Linked DNA regions of Sus scrofa: region 2 is linked to region 1. A link is a contact called in public HiChIP or PLAC-seq data. All regions are on one chromosome and are shown on one strand. The core of a region is the stretch at or near the end of the contact, and the rest is flanking DNA. Distances in the headings are between cores, read along the strand shown. Region 1 has its middle 24 kb from the start of FAM214A. Region 2 overlaps MYO5C (unconventional myosin-Vc).

What was found. HiChIP or PLAC-seq counts read pairs in DNA pulled down with a chosen protein or histone mark.
Region 2: an H3K27ac HiChIP or PLAC-seq map of alveolar macrophages shows a contact between it and region 1. The contact joins two enhancer-like sites. A contact is called at or near these places in 1 of 5 promoter capture datasets (liver), 30 of 47 Hi-C or Micro-C datasets (adipocytes, adipose tissue, alveolar macrophages and 18 more) and 2 of 2 datasets of contacts at active chromatin or transcription factors (alveolar macrophages and skeletal muscle).

Annotation. Positions count from the first base shown.
Region 1 is chr1:118,966,470-118,973,228 of Sscrofa11.1, forward strand. No RefSeq gene overlaps it. Among named protein-coding and RNA genes, the nearest start is that of FAM214A, 24 kb to the right of the region's middle. Within about 2 kb of position 3,767, at least 28 of the 83 cell types and tissues checked have an H3K27ac peak or open chromatin away from gene starts, as enhancers often do. A contact at or near this core is called in alveolar macrophages, where this site is marked.
Region 2 is chr1:119,471,457-119,478,215 of Sscrofa11.1, forward strand. It overlaps MYO5C (unconventional myosin-Vc), which reads left to right. Exons shown (of 41, transcript XM_021095283.1): 11 at 444-525; 12 at 2,621-2,761; 13 at 4,304-4,429. Among named protein-coding and RNA genes, the nearest start is that of MYO5C, 68 kb to the left of the region's middle. Within about 2 kb of position 3,110, at least 3 of the 83 cell types and tissues checked have an H3K27ac peak or open chromatin away from gene starts, as enhancers often do. A contact at or near this core is called in alveolar macrophages, where this site is marked.

The sequences.
Region 1 (6,759 bases), core at 2,517-5,016:
TAATGTTGATCTCATAGTTGTCAGGTTTCTCTGCTATAAAGTTACTATTTTCCCCTTTGGGGAGATACTTTGAGATTTTTGCACACGTCCTATTTCTCCTCATTCTTTCACCTACTGATTTTAGCCTTCACCAGTTGTTGCCTACAACACTTATTACTGAGGCATTTCCTTAAAGGAAATTATCTATTTCCATCTCCCCCTCCATATATTTTAATTGGAATTCTACTATAGGGAAGGGTTGTCCTTTCCTCCCATTTATTTATTTATTCATTTTTGCCTTTATATTACTATGAAATCATGGATATTTATTTTATTATATGGATTATAATCCAATAATCTCATTATTTATTTTATAGTTTCCATTGTCCCACTTGAGGCCTTTGGGAGCTTTCATTAAGTCTGTTCTTGTGCCCTTCGACACGCCTCATTATTTAAAAAATAAACAATTATTGATATGTCACATAAAATTTATCCTTTTATATAATATAATTCAGTGGGGTTTTTTTTTGCATATTCACAGGGTTGTACAACCACCACCAGTATCTAATTTTAGAACATTTTTATCACCCCCCCCAAAGAAATCCCATACCCATTAGTAGTCACTGCCATTTCCCCTTTCCCCTGGGCCCTGGCAACCACTAACCCACTTTCTCTTTCTGTAGACTTACCTGTTCTGGACATTTTATATAAGTAGAATTATACAATATTTGGCCTTTTGTGTCTGGTTTTACCACTTAGTATACCATTTTTTAAGTCTGTCCATGTCATAGCATGTATCAATTCTTTTTATATCTGCATGCTGAATAACAGTTCAATATATGGACATACCACAGGTTGTTTATCCATTTATTCAGTTACTGAATATTTGGGTTCTTCCCACTTTTTGGCTGTTATGATTAATGCTACTATGAGCACTTGTGTAAAGGCTTTCGTGTGAACATATGTCTTCAGTTCTTCTGAATATATACCTACTAATAGAATTGCTGGATCAAATGGTAACTCTATGACTTACAGTTTGAGGAATTGCCAAATTGTTCTCTAAGGAGGGTGTCCTGGAGTTCCTGTTATGGCTCAACAAGTCAAGAACATGACATAGTCTCCATGAGGATGCAGGTTCAATCCCTGGCTTCGCTTAGTGGGGTTAAGGATCTGGCATTGCTGAAAGCTACGGTGTAGGCTATAAATGCTGCTCAGATCTGGTGTTGCTTTGGCTGTGGTGTAGACCGGCAGCTGCAGCTCTGATTCAACCCCTAGCATAGGAACTTCCATATGCTGCAGATACGGCCATATAAGGAAAAAATAAATAAACAAGTAAATAAAGTAAGGATAACAAACTCACCATATGCTAACATGAAACCAAAGTTAAAAAAATTAATTGAGCAGTATCTTCAAGAGAGTTAAGGTCAAGAAAGACTGAAGAATTTTCACTATTGGAGGATACTCAGGAGGCATGACAATGTGAGCTGGATTCTGGACAAGAAAAATATTAGTGGGAAAATACTCAAAATTCAATTGAGGTCTGTAGAGTAGCTTAAAGTATTGTATGAATGTTAATTTCCTGCTTTCAATAATTGCACTATGGTTATGTAAAATGTGTAAATTAGGGGCAGATGGGTAAAGGGTAAACAGAACCCCCTGTACTATTTGTGCAACTCTTCTCCGAGTCTAAAATTATTTCAACATAAAAACTTTTAAATATTTGATTTAAAAAACTATATCCAGATTCAATTTTCTTTGAAAGTAAATTGTGGGCCCCTTTGCTTTATAGGTTGCGAAAGGAATAATGTGAAAGGCAGCAAGCAGCCCAGTGATTTACAACAAAGCACCTTGTCTTGGAAATCCTAGGTTTTAACATTTTCCATGCCACAGTTCTTCCAGTGGGTGGCAGCACTTGACCAGTTTCTCATCAGCAAAACCCAGGAAGAAAGAGGAGATTGAGAAGAGGGAGGTGAAACAATGAGAAATTCTGCACATGGGGATAAAGGTGACATTGTCATTATTTAATGTACAGTCACTATAGGGTGATGCCATTTTTATGGGCACTTAAGTGATGAGGCATGGAGGAAAGAACTTGTAAACAGTGATGTAAGGCTTGGAGGCAAAATAACCTACCCCACCCTATCCCCACCCTTCTCCCACCACAGCCTAGGGCCTCAGGAAGGAGCACTGTTTCCACCAGGTGCCAATGCCACACTCTTGAAAGGATAACAATGGGTGACTTTTGTGAGACTTTTAAAGAATGATACAAAGAAGCTATAAATCATTAATAGTATAAAAGTTTAATAAAATAAGACTGTTATCTAATTTCTTATTGGTTTTTCTGAGAATGGGCAGCCTGGAAAGAACACTCATTTCTCTTTTTTTCTGCTGTCTTCTCTCCCAAACCCAAGAATTTCTCCCATGTAAGTCTAATACCTGACCTCAGTATCTCAGCCATCTTTGGTAGTTGCTGAAACCCAGTCCATCAGGAGATTTATTTAAAAGACCAGAGCCAGGAAGTTCCCGTCATGGCTCAGCAGTAATGAACCTGACTAGTATCCATGAGAATGCAGGTTTGATCCCTGACCTTTCTCAGTGGGTTAAGGATCCAGCGTTGCCATGAGCTGTGGTGTGGGTCACAGACGCAGCTTGGACCTGGTGTTGCTGTAGCTGTGGCATAGGCTGGCAGCTGTAGCTTTGATTAAACCCCTAGCCTGGGAACTTCCATATGCCTCGGATGCAGCATATGGAATATATGGCATATAAGACAAAAAATAAATAAAAATAAAAAATAAAAAACCATAGCCAGCAAGCATCAGAACTTCAAGCCAAGACTTTGAGGAGACCAAGTCCTCCCTCCACAGGGCAGAAACCTGTCCTAAGCCCCTGCCTTTTGTGAAGGAGTTGACTCCAGTGACAGGGAGGGGATGATTTCTGGCCCTGGGCACCAAGGATTCCACAGTGAAGCTGAGTTGTGCCAGCTAAGGTGAACCCTCCCCATAGTAGTTAAGACATAATATGTGTATTTTAATAATGTTATATTCTGGAGTTCCCTTATGGTGCGTTGTCACTGCCGTGGTTTGGGTTGCTGCTGTAGTGCCAGTTCAGTCCCTGGCCAGACATCCACAATGCCCCAGGCATAGCTAAAAACAAATAGAAAAACAAAAACAAAACTTGTGGTTACTGAAGGGGACAGGTGGGTTGAAAGATGGGTTGGGGGTTTGGGATTGGCATATGCACACTATTGTGTATTGAATGGATGGTCATTGGAGACCCACTGTATAGCACAGTGAACTTTACTCAATATTCTGGGATAACCTATATGAAAATGGCTATATGTATGTGTGTAACTGAATCACTTCTCTGTAAGGCAGAAATTAACACATTATAAATCAACTATACTTTAATAAAATTAAAATAAAAAGAATCATTTCCAATAGGAGCTGTTCTTGAGTTTCTGGTCCAGCCCCTGTGGGGGCCACTGAGGGCTGCTATCTCTGCGGACATCTCAAGGTCTAGTCCAAATCAGCCTTGAGGGAGCTGGAGGGCCCAGTACACAGGCGGCTCTTCTCCTCGGCTCCTCCTGAGAAAGGTCAGACATGATCCCATGGTCTGTCTGCTTTGGGTATACTGAAGTCCCACACAACTTGCCTTCCCTCCAACACTGAGTCCCCGAAGTTCACTTTTACCCAGAATACACTGAGGCCCAAAGCACAGGTTACAGTCCCAGACCTTTTGTGCTGCCTTGGAGCCTCTTGCCACATCTGCAGCTGAATGTGACAGGATGTGGGTAAGAGGGCCTGACGACTGTGATGCAAGAATCCCTGGCTTTACATAACACATGGTGCTCTGCTGACCATGCAAAACTTAATACAAGGACTCAACCCCCACAAAGAGGCAACTCAGGAAAGAGCCATGCATGGCTGCAAACACACCCCACTCTCAGTTGCCAAAACACTTGTTTTAACCAGAACGAAAATGAAAATATAGCCCAGCCCTGTTACCCTACCCTCATCTGGTAACCTTCATTTTAAGAACTCCAAGTTCTGGGAGAAACAAACAGAAAACACAGTTTGTTTTTTAACTTCAGTTGACATTAAAAAAAATTTTTTTAAACATAGAGTTGGTTTATAATGTTGTGCCAATTTCTGCTATACAGCAAAGTGACCCAGTTATACATATATATGCATTACTTTTCTTATATTACCTTCCATTAAGGGCTATCCCAAGACTTTTTTTTTTTTTTTTTTTTTTTTTTTTTTGCTGCCCTGTGGCATATGACAGATCCTGGACCAGGGGTAATATCCAAGCCAGAGCTGCAACCTACACCACAGCTATGGCAATGACGGATCCTTAACTCACTGCCCTGGCCCAGGATTGAACTGGTGCCTCCACAGAGAGAAAGCAGAATCATTAACCCACTGCACCACAGACTTTTTTTTTTTTTTTTAATCTTTTTGTCTTTTTAGCACCACACCCGGGGCATATGTAGGTTCCCAAGGTAGGGGTCCAATCGGAGCTGTAGTCACTGGCCTACACCACAGCCACAGCCAACTACGAGAGATCCCAGCCGTGTCTTTGACCCACACCCCAGCTCATGGCAATGCCGGATCCTTAACCCATTGAGCAAGGCAAGGGATCCAACATGCATCCTCATTAATGCTAGTCGGGTTTGTTAACCACTGAGCCAGGACTGGAACTCCCATAGACATCTTTTAAAAATAACTTTTTAGGAAGTTCCTGTTGTGGCACAGTGGAAACAAATCTGACTAGTATCCATGAGGATGTAGGTCCAATCTCTGGCCTCACTCAGTGGGTTAAGGATCTGGCGTTGGCATGAGCTGTGGTGTAGGTTGCAGACATGGCTTGAATCTGGCATTGCTGTGGCTGTGGCACAGGCCAATAGCTGCAGCTCAGATTCAACCCCTAGGCTGGGAACTTCCATAAGCCTAGTGTGTGGCCCCAAGAAGCAAAAAAAAAAAAAAAAAAACCCACAACTTTTATATAATCAGAAGAACAGTTTCACATTTAACCAAAAAAATTAAATTATGTAATTATTTTCCTTAATAGATAATTCCCAGTTAAAATTCAATTTCTCAGGAATCTGAAAAGTAATATATACATAAAAATAAATCACCACGTGCTAACACAACATTGTAAAGCAACTATACTTCAAATAAAATGATAAAATTAAAAAAATTAAATGTCCTTTGTAGTGGATTGTCTAAATTAGGATCCAGTAATAAGATCCCACATTGCACTTGCTTTTGTGTCCCTATTATCTTTTTTTTAATTGATCTTTTTTATCATTTATTTATATATATATTTTTTCTATTGTACAGCATGGTGACTCAGTTACACGTACATGCATACATTCTTTTTTCTCACATTATGTGTTCCATCATAATTGACTACACAGAGTTCCCAGTGCTACACACCAGGATCCCATTGCTAATCCATCCCGAAGGCAACATTCTGCACCTATTTACCCCAAGCTCCCAGTCCCTCCCACTCCCTCCCTTTCCCCCTTGGCAACCACAAGTCTGTTCTCCAAGTCCATGATTTTCTTTTCTGTGGAAAGGTTCATTTGTGCCCTATATTAGATTCCAGATATAAGTGATATCATATGGTATTTGTCTTTCTCTTTCTGAATTACTTCACTCAGTATGAGAGTCTCTAGTTCCATCCATGTTGCTGCAAATGGCATTATGTCATTCTTTTTTATGGCTGAGTAGTATTCATTGTGTATATATACACCACATCTTCTTTATCCAATCATCTATCTGTAGACATTTAGGTTGATTCCATGTCTTGGTTATTGTGAATAGTGCTGCAATGAACATGCGGGTGTATGTGTCTTTTTTAATTAGAGTTTTGTCTGGATATATGCCTATTGTCTTTTGATCTACGGCGTTCCATTTTCTCTGCTACTGACTGACTGGAGCCTGGGGTCAGGTGACCTGAAGAAAGCCTGCCTCCTTGGTGTGTCTGATGACTTCCTCTGGTTGTAGTTTGGCTTGTTTGTTCATCCCTTGACTTTCCTGTAACCTGGAAGTTATATCTAAAAGTTAGAGATTCAGGTTAAACCTGAGTCCATATGTATTTTTATAACGTGCATAGAAAAGCTGAATGGGAAAAATGACAACCATATATTCATAATGTATCATACATATATCAGCTGGTACTGCTCAATTAAGGCACATTTATCTTAATCTCATGAATCACAAAACCTACTTACTTAACCAGTTAATTTTATGGATGGGAGTCTCCTTATAATTCTATCTTTAAAATCTTGAAAGTCAGAAATGTGTGGTCTAAAATGGCATAGAAGAAATTGACATAAAAGAACTCAAGAAACACCCCTGCTTTCTCTTGAGAAATGAATCTGTTTCCAGTTTTTGACTCACAGTCCTACCCTGACCCCACTCCTGGTTCTGGTCCCCATCCAGCCCCGTCTACTTCACACCTGCTCTGCTTGGTCCATACCTCAGCCCTAACCCCATAAGGGACAAATCAAGAGCAGTGATGACAAATCCAGGTTGAAGTTCTACTTTGTTTCTCACAGTTGACAAATGCTCCTAATTTACTCCAAATGCTAAATAATTTCCTGCATTTTATAGAATAAATTATTTGTTCTGTGAGCTTGTGTCTTACAGGAAGGAGTCACCTTAAAGTGGTCTTGACCATTTCTTCTGTTCTAGGAAAGGTGGAGCCTTTGCACCATTCTTAACACAGTCAGCTCTGCCCCCTGTCATGGTGATCATGGGACACTGGGCAGCT
Region 2 (6,759 bases), core at 1,860-4,359, 500 kb after region 1:
AAACTATTGCTTTTTCACTGAAAGCAAAGGTGTTACAGTTGAGTGGGCACCCAGCTGGGTCTGACCCTGGCTGTGTGACCTAAGGCAAGTTCCCTAGCTTCTCAGTCTTATTTCCTTATCATAAAGTGAGGATAATAAGGCTGATGTCAGTGTTGTTATGTGGATTAAATGATACGCCATACGTCATGTGATGTGAGTGTTTTAATGCCAGCCTCAGGTAGGTGTTTTGTAACAGACCAGATTCTTTCCTGGGGCAGCCTAGAAAAAGATGATTTATAAACTGACTGCCAGGATGTTTAAACCAGAAGCTTTGAAGCATATTTAAAACTTGCCGAAAACACAGACAACTTTTCAGCTATAAAGTTTGACAAAAAAAAAAAAACCTATGAATGAATGTGTATGTCTTTCAAGTTACATCTTAACTTGTTTAAACTTTATTTCAGTTTTGAAACCTTTGATGTGAACAGCTTTGAACAGTTTTGCATCAATTATGCTAACGAAAAGCTGCAACAGCAGTTTAATCTGGTAGGTGATTTTCGTGCATGCATGTGTGCAGGCATGCATTTGTGTGGGGTGGGGGGAAGGAGAGAGAAAAAGCAGGCGTGAGAGGGAGGGAGAAAACACAGAAACTCCCTCTGGCTCCTTCCTGCTTCAAATCTTCCTATTGTTAAAGGGGTCACATGCTGTGTCACTGCCCCATCTTGTGGCCATATCTTAAAGCTGCACCTTCCCATCCTACTTTATCTTTTTTGGAGCAGCCTTTCTTGGCCAGATTCCCCTGTAGCCAGGCAAAACAACCTAGTTTCCTGAAGGCTCCAGCCCTTGTGCACCTGCTGCTCTCTCTGCCACAATCCACCTACTCCTGTTCTTTCCCCATCCCTTCTTCTTTACCTGGAGAACTCTTGCTTTTCTTTTGAAATTCAGCTTCTCCCTGACAACCCCTGAGAAGACATCATGTGTGACATCATGGAGGGCATGGGCTTTTGCTCAAACTAAACTGGGTTTGAATCTCACCTCTACCACCTCCTTCCTCTGGGACCTTGGGCTCTCTGATGTTCTTGTGCGAAGACCCTACATTGACTCATATTTGGTAAACATTTCTTTGTTTTCCTATTCCTTGCCCCAGAATTAGTCCAGGTATATGCATTAGATTTCAACCCATTGCAAATTTGTATTCTGTTAGCATTCTCAAAGATTCTCTGGAAGTTTAGCATTTAGTGACTGAACTCATGTTTATTCCAAGTGAATGTGCAGCACAGCTCACCTGAAGACAAAACAGATCCTGTCTCTCCCAAAACTCCAGTGCCACCTTATTCCCAACACACACATTTGCCCCAACCCCAGAATGATGCATGTACAAGACATCCCCTGAAAATAGCAATCAGAGGCTGCAATTCCATTTTTTCCTTTTTTATTCTACTTTTCCTCCTCTTCTATTTTGTCCTCCTTTTGTTGTTGCTGTTGTTGTTGTTGTTGTAGCATCATCTACCAATGGGCAGATCCTCCTGGGAGAGGTAATACTTTAAATATCAGCATAAAAATGCTAGTGAGCCCCCTAGCTCATGTCCCATAAATCTGCCCACTGTTTGACTGCTGCACATGGGTGGCCTCAGGGAGCTCAGCAGTGAAAAAATGAACCTGCCACCTTCCTCTCTTGGCCTCCTCACCCTCCATGCTCCCTTTTGTGGTTAAAGCTCCAGTATCCTGAGCTTCATGTTCATCCCAACTCCTTCCTTCTCCCTCACTTTCCTCCCAGTGACCAGCCTCCACAGAACCTGGGCTGGGTCCTGACTGGGCTCTCTGCCTCCAGTCCTGTCTTCTTCAAAGCCATCCCTACCCCTAAACTGAGGTGTCTTTCCAGAATGTAGAGCTCATCATGAACTGTGAGTCCTCACTGCCTCTAGGAAAATGTCACAGGACTGAGATTCTCTGGGGGCAGTTCACAGGGGGCTGGTATGTTCTCCCCTCTGCTGTCCTTTGCAGTCCCACCCCATCTGCCCCCTGGCACTTTCATTGTTGCCCTGTCTGGCCCTTGTGGCCTGTCTGCTTCTCAACCACCTGTTGGGCTTCTGTGCAGTTCCCAGTGGGATTCTCCTGAGGGGGCCTTGCTCCTCATAGCCTCTCCCCCTTCCTCCTCCTGCAGCCAGGATGAGCCTGAGCCAGCCCTCTGGGGGCCTTCTTGATATCCTCATAGCCCAAACAAATAATGAACAAAGCTCTCTAAGTTGTTGGCTTCTCACACTGGCCCCACAGCCAGCATTTTTGGGTAGGCTGGCTTCCACCCAGCCAAAGAGGCTGGGTCTGCCTTGGACAGCAGCAGTGGCTGTGAGAGGGAAGGGGCTCCAGGACCACCCTGAGTGCTGAAAGTGGCAGGCGGGCCCAGGCCTTACACCCCAGGATGTGGGGACCCACTTAGACTGGGAGGGAAGATGACAGCTAGCCCATGATAGGACTTCAGCAGCATTGAGCATAGATATGGGGAGCTGCATAAATCTCAGGGTCTTCCATAAACGTTACCAATCTGTCATGAATCTACATTTTGCACATGTTTACCTCCTGTTCTTCAGACACACATCGTGATATTCTCTTTTACTTTCTGTATTAACTTCTGGATTCCCAGCATGTCTTTAAACTTGAACAAGAAGAATATATGAAGGAAGATATTCCTTGGACTCTGATAGATTTTTATGACAACCAACCAGTTATCGACCTGATTGAAGCAAAAATGGGCATTTTGGAGTTACTGGATGAAGAATGCTTGGTAACTTTTAAAAATAACTTGTTTTCAACTTCTGAGTAGTAATAGATGAGCATATTGCAAAATTGGGTGTGTGTGTGTGTGTGTTTTCATTCACATGTATGTATTTCATTCCTGATGTATTAACAACTGGTTGGATGTTACTGCTGGGACAGCAGTCAAGAGCAGGAATCCCAGAGGGCAGGGTGGACTTCCCACCCTCAATATGTGTAGCCCACCCTTGGGTAACACAACCTCTAGGTCATGTCCATTAGGGAGGAGCCCTCTGAAGCTGTCCCTGGGTATATATATCCAGTGGACATGGACACAGCAAGTGACCACACACCAGTTGTTAATGACTACAAGAATTGAGTTTTCTTTTACTTCCTGATTCTATGAGTCACCCATTGGGAGGTGCAACTGAAAAATCAACATCATACAATTGAGGGAAGAGTCTCTGGGAATTTTCCTATTATTATTATTATTACCCTCTGGGAGGAACATGTTGATAGTGAGTCAGCCTAGCATTGTTCCTCATGGAGCCATAGAAAAAATAATCTACAGGACAGTATTCATGTTTGGGTTTAAATGTTGTAGTTTGATGTTTAAACATACGTCTGTTTCTTTTCCAAAGGTTTATTTGTGCTCCGCCAAATGAGTATATTGTTAAAGACTTACTGGTATTTTCTCCCTGGAATTCCCAATTCCGTGGTTCTTCTCACAGATGATCCTTTCTGGTACAACTTGTGCTTTAACCCCAGCAGTGATGTGAGATTAAAAAGCACGCATCAAGGCCAAACATTCTGGAATAATCTACTGGGGGCAGAGTGCATAGGTCAAGGTAGTCTCTAGGAAATATTTTGCCCACTCTACAGAGACACTCCCTAGGTGACAATGTCAAAGAAGCATGAAGGAGTCATTTTGACATGATGGGGTATTAGATTCAGCGTAAGTATAATGGATGGCTTCAAAATCACCAGTATCAGGAACAAGTTTTGCAACTAGCTTAGTTTGAGTAGGTAAGTGCTTAGTTGGAGGACTGACTAAGCAGTAAAACAAAAGAACTAACTAAAAGGACTAACTAAGCAGTAAAACAAAAGAAAGACTCTTCCTGAAGCAGGAGACGGGGAGGATTACTTTGGGGTGAGGAACTTCTCCCTTTCAACTAAAAATAAAAATCACGCTCACCTAATGGAACCCATGGTGCTTTTTCCTGGACCTTTGGAAATCTTTGAGGAAAAAAAAAATACTAAAATACTGCCAATTTTGCAGAAATAAAATCCTTCATTCTTATGTCATTATAGGACCATTTCCTTTTTGTCGATAACACTTTGTTCTTCTAAAAGGGCATTGATGTGTCCCTTTAAATATCACTCTAAAGAATGTTAAGATCAAGGATAGATTTCTGCCTGGAGTTGCATTTGAAAAAGGAGTCTTGGATCTGGAGTAGGTCACTCTGAGGTGCTAACTCATCTTGGTGTCTTCGAGTTAGCACTTTTCTGTACCTCTGTTAACCTTTCATCTCTAGTGTTCTTACTTACTAGTTGGCTTGCTTTTCTCTTCCAGTTACCACATGGGACTGATGAAAACTGGCTTCAAAAGCTGTATAATAATTTTATCAACAAGAACTCTTTGTTTGAAAAACCGAGAATGTCAAACACATCTTTCATCATCCAACACTTTGCTGATAAGGTACAGTGATAGTCTGACAGTGCTGTCTGCCCCCAGCCCACCCTGTCTCCTGGGGGACAGGCAGGCCAGGGACTTTAATGATTGGATCCATCACACTTAGCATGTAGCTTTGATGCAGGATACCTGTGTGTACATGTGTGTAACAATTCTGAATTTGTCTTTACCTCAAAATATATAAAGTTTGATTGTTTTACTTGAAAGATAAACATGTTTCCATTGGATCTCACTTATGATTTGGGCTTATTATGAATTCATTAACCTTTTATCAGTTTATTTTCTTTATGAAATTGTTATAATCAAGACAGCATAGTTGGCCTTCCTCAGTGGCCTAGTGGTTAAAGGATCTGATATTGCCACTGCTGTGGCTTAAGGTCAGTCCCTGGCCCAGGAACTTCCCCATGCTCCATGACCAGAAAAAAAAAAAGACAGCATGGTTGTTTCCTACATTGAAAGCTATGTCTTTTTTCAACGCTCTCCTTTTTTATTGACTCAAGATGATGGATTTTCTATGTGATCTTTATTTTATACATTAATTAATTAATTTCTTTATTGTCTTTTTAGGGCCACACCCACAGCATATGGAATTTCCCAGGCTAGGGGTCAAATGAGAGCGGTAGCTGCCAGCCTACACCACAGCCACAGCAATGCCAGATCCGAGCCATGTCTGTGACCTACGCCACAGCTCAAGGCAATGCCAGATCCTTAACCCACTGAGTGAGGCCAGGGACTGAACCAGTGTCTTCATGGATATTAGTTGGGTTCATTACCACTGAGCCACAACGGGAAATCCTATTTTCTACTTTATATGTCTCCTATTTCTTATGAAAAAAAAAGTTATTTTAATAAAAAATTATTTTAAAAGTAAATTACAGAAAACTTAGGAAACGGAAGGAAAAAAGAAAATTCTCCAAAACCACCTGTCCTAAGCATGCTTTCTTATCTTGCTTTCCTTCCTTAAGGATTCTCCTGCCCTCTCTGTTAGTGCCCAGTTGGGTGTTACTCCAGTGGCCTGGCTGGTACCTGGGGATTGTGGGGACAGCCTGTGCTTCCCTGTCCTAGAGGCCAGTGCTGTGGGTCGTCTGCTGGTCGTCATACCTGGTGCCCAGGGAGCAAGAGAGGGGATATCTGTAATAACTTTGGAGATCTGGAGGAACTCTATTAAACCTGATTGCCTTTTAGTGCTGAGAGACTTGCAGATAGGTTCTTGAAAAGATTCACATGAAATGAATCATGTTATATCAAGTTATGTTTCCTAGTTGTCCTTTGTAATTTCACAGTTCTGATCCCATGGTGGTGGGTGGGGATCAGACTTCATGTAAAGCACATATGGGATTTACTTTAAGAGATGGTCTCAATAGTACATGGTTTCTTTATATTTAATTCTTGTCATTTGGTACTTGTAAGAAGACCCTCTTAAAAGAACAAACAATGCAGCGTTTTGTGTGGATCGTGGATTGGTGGGAAGAAACCACACATGCTATAAGGTTAGCTTAAGTTCTCAATTTAATTAGCCAAGGAAATAAAATTGTTCTGAAATCAAGGCAGCTTCACTTAGATTCAGCAAATCAGTGCACTTTGCCTAGATCTCCATAGCCTCCAAGAGAAGCACTCAGCTGCCTGTGACACTGCTCCTGCAAATAGTCTCCCAGTTCTGTGTTTGTTACACTTTTGCTCATTTATACTAGTGGTTCATACACTAGCCCAGAAGAGTTTATACCACCATCCATGTGTTTGATTCACAAGGGTGTGTTTACAGACAGCTAGTGTTCCTGGTTCTTAACCTGAACTCTGCACCAGTAAGGACACTTTCCTATGCAGGGGACAAAGCAGAGTCTTTGCCCAGGGTCCCTGCATACCCTCTCTGCCTCCAGGTTCCAGCACCCGTGAAAGCCTGTTTTTAAATTTTTATTGTTTTATTTATGAAGACTATATATCACATATTGAAATATATACTCCAGAGACCTGGCTATTACAAAGAAAGCTTCAATGAACATAAAAGTACATAAATATTTTTAAATTAATGTTTTTGTTTTCTTCAGATATATACCCAGGAGTACCATTGCTCCATCACATGGTAGTTCTATTTTTAATTTTTTGAGGAATCTCTGTATTGTTTTTCATAGTGGCTGCATCACTTTATATTCCCACCAACAGTGTAAGAGAGGTCCCTTTTCTCCACATCCTTGCCAACACTTTTAATTGGTTGTCTTCTTGATGATAGCTATTCTGACAGGTGTGAGGTGATACCTCACTGAGGTTTTGATTTGCCTTTCCCTGATGACTGTGATGTTGAGCATCTTTGCACATGCATGTTGGCCATCTGTGTGTCT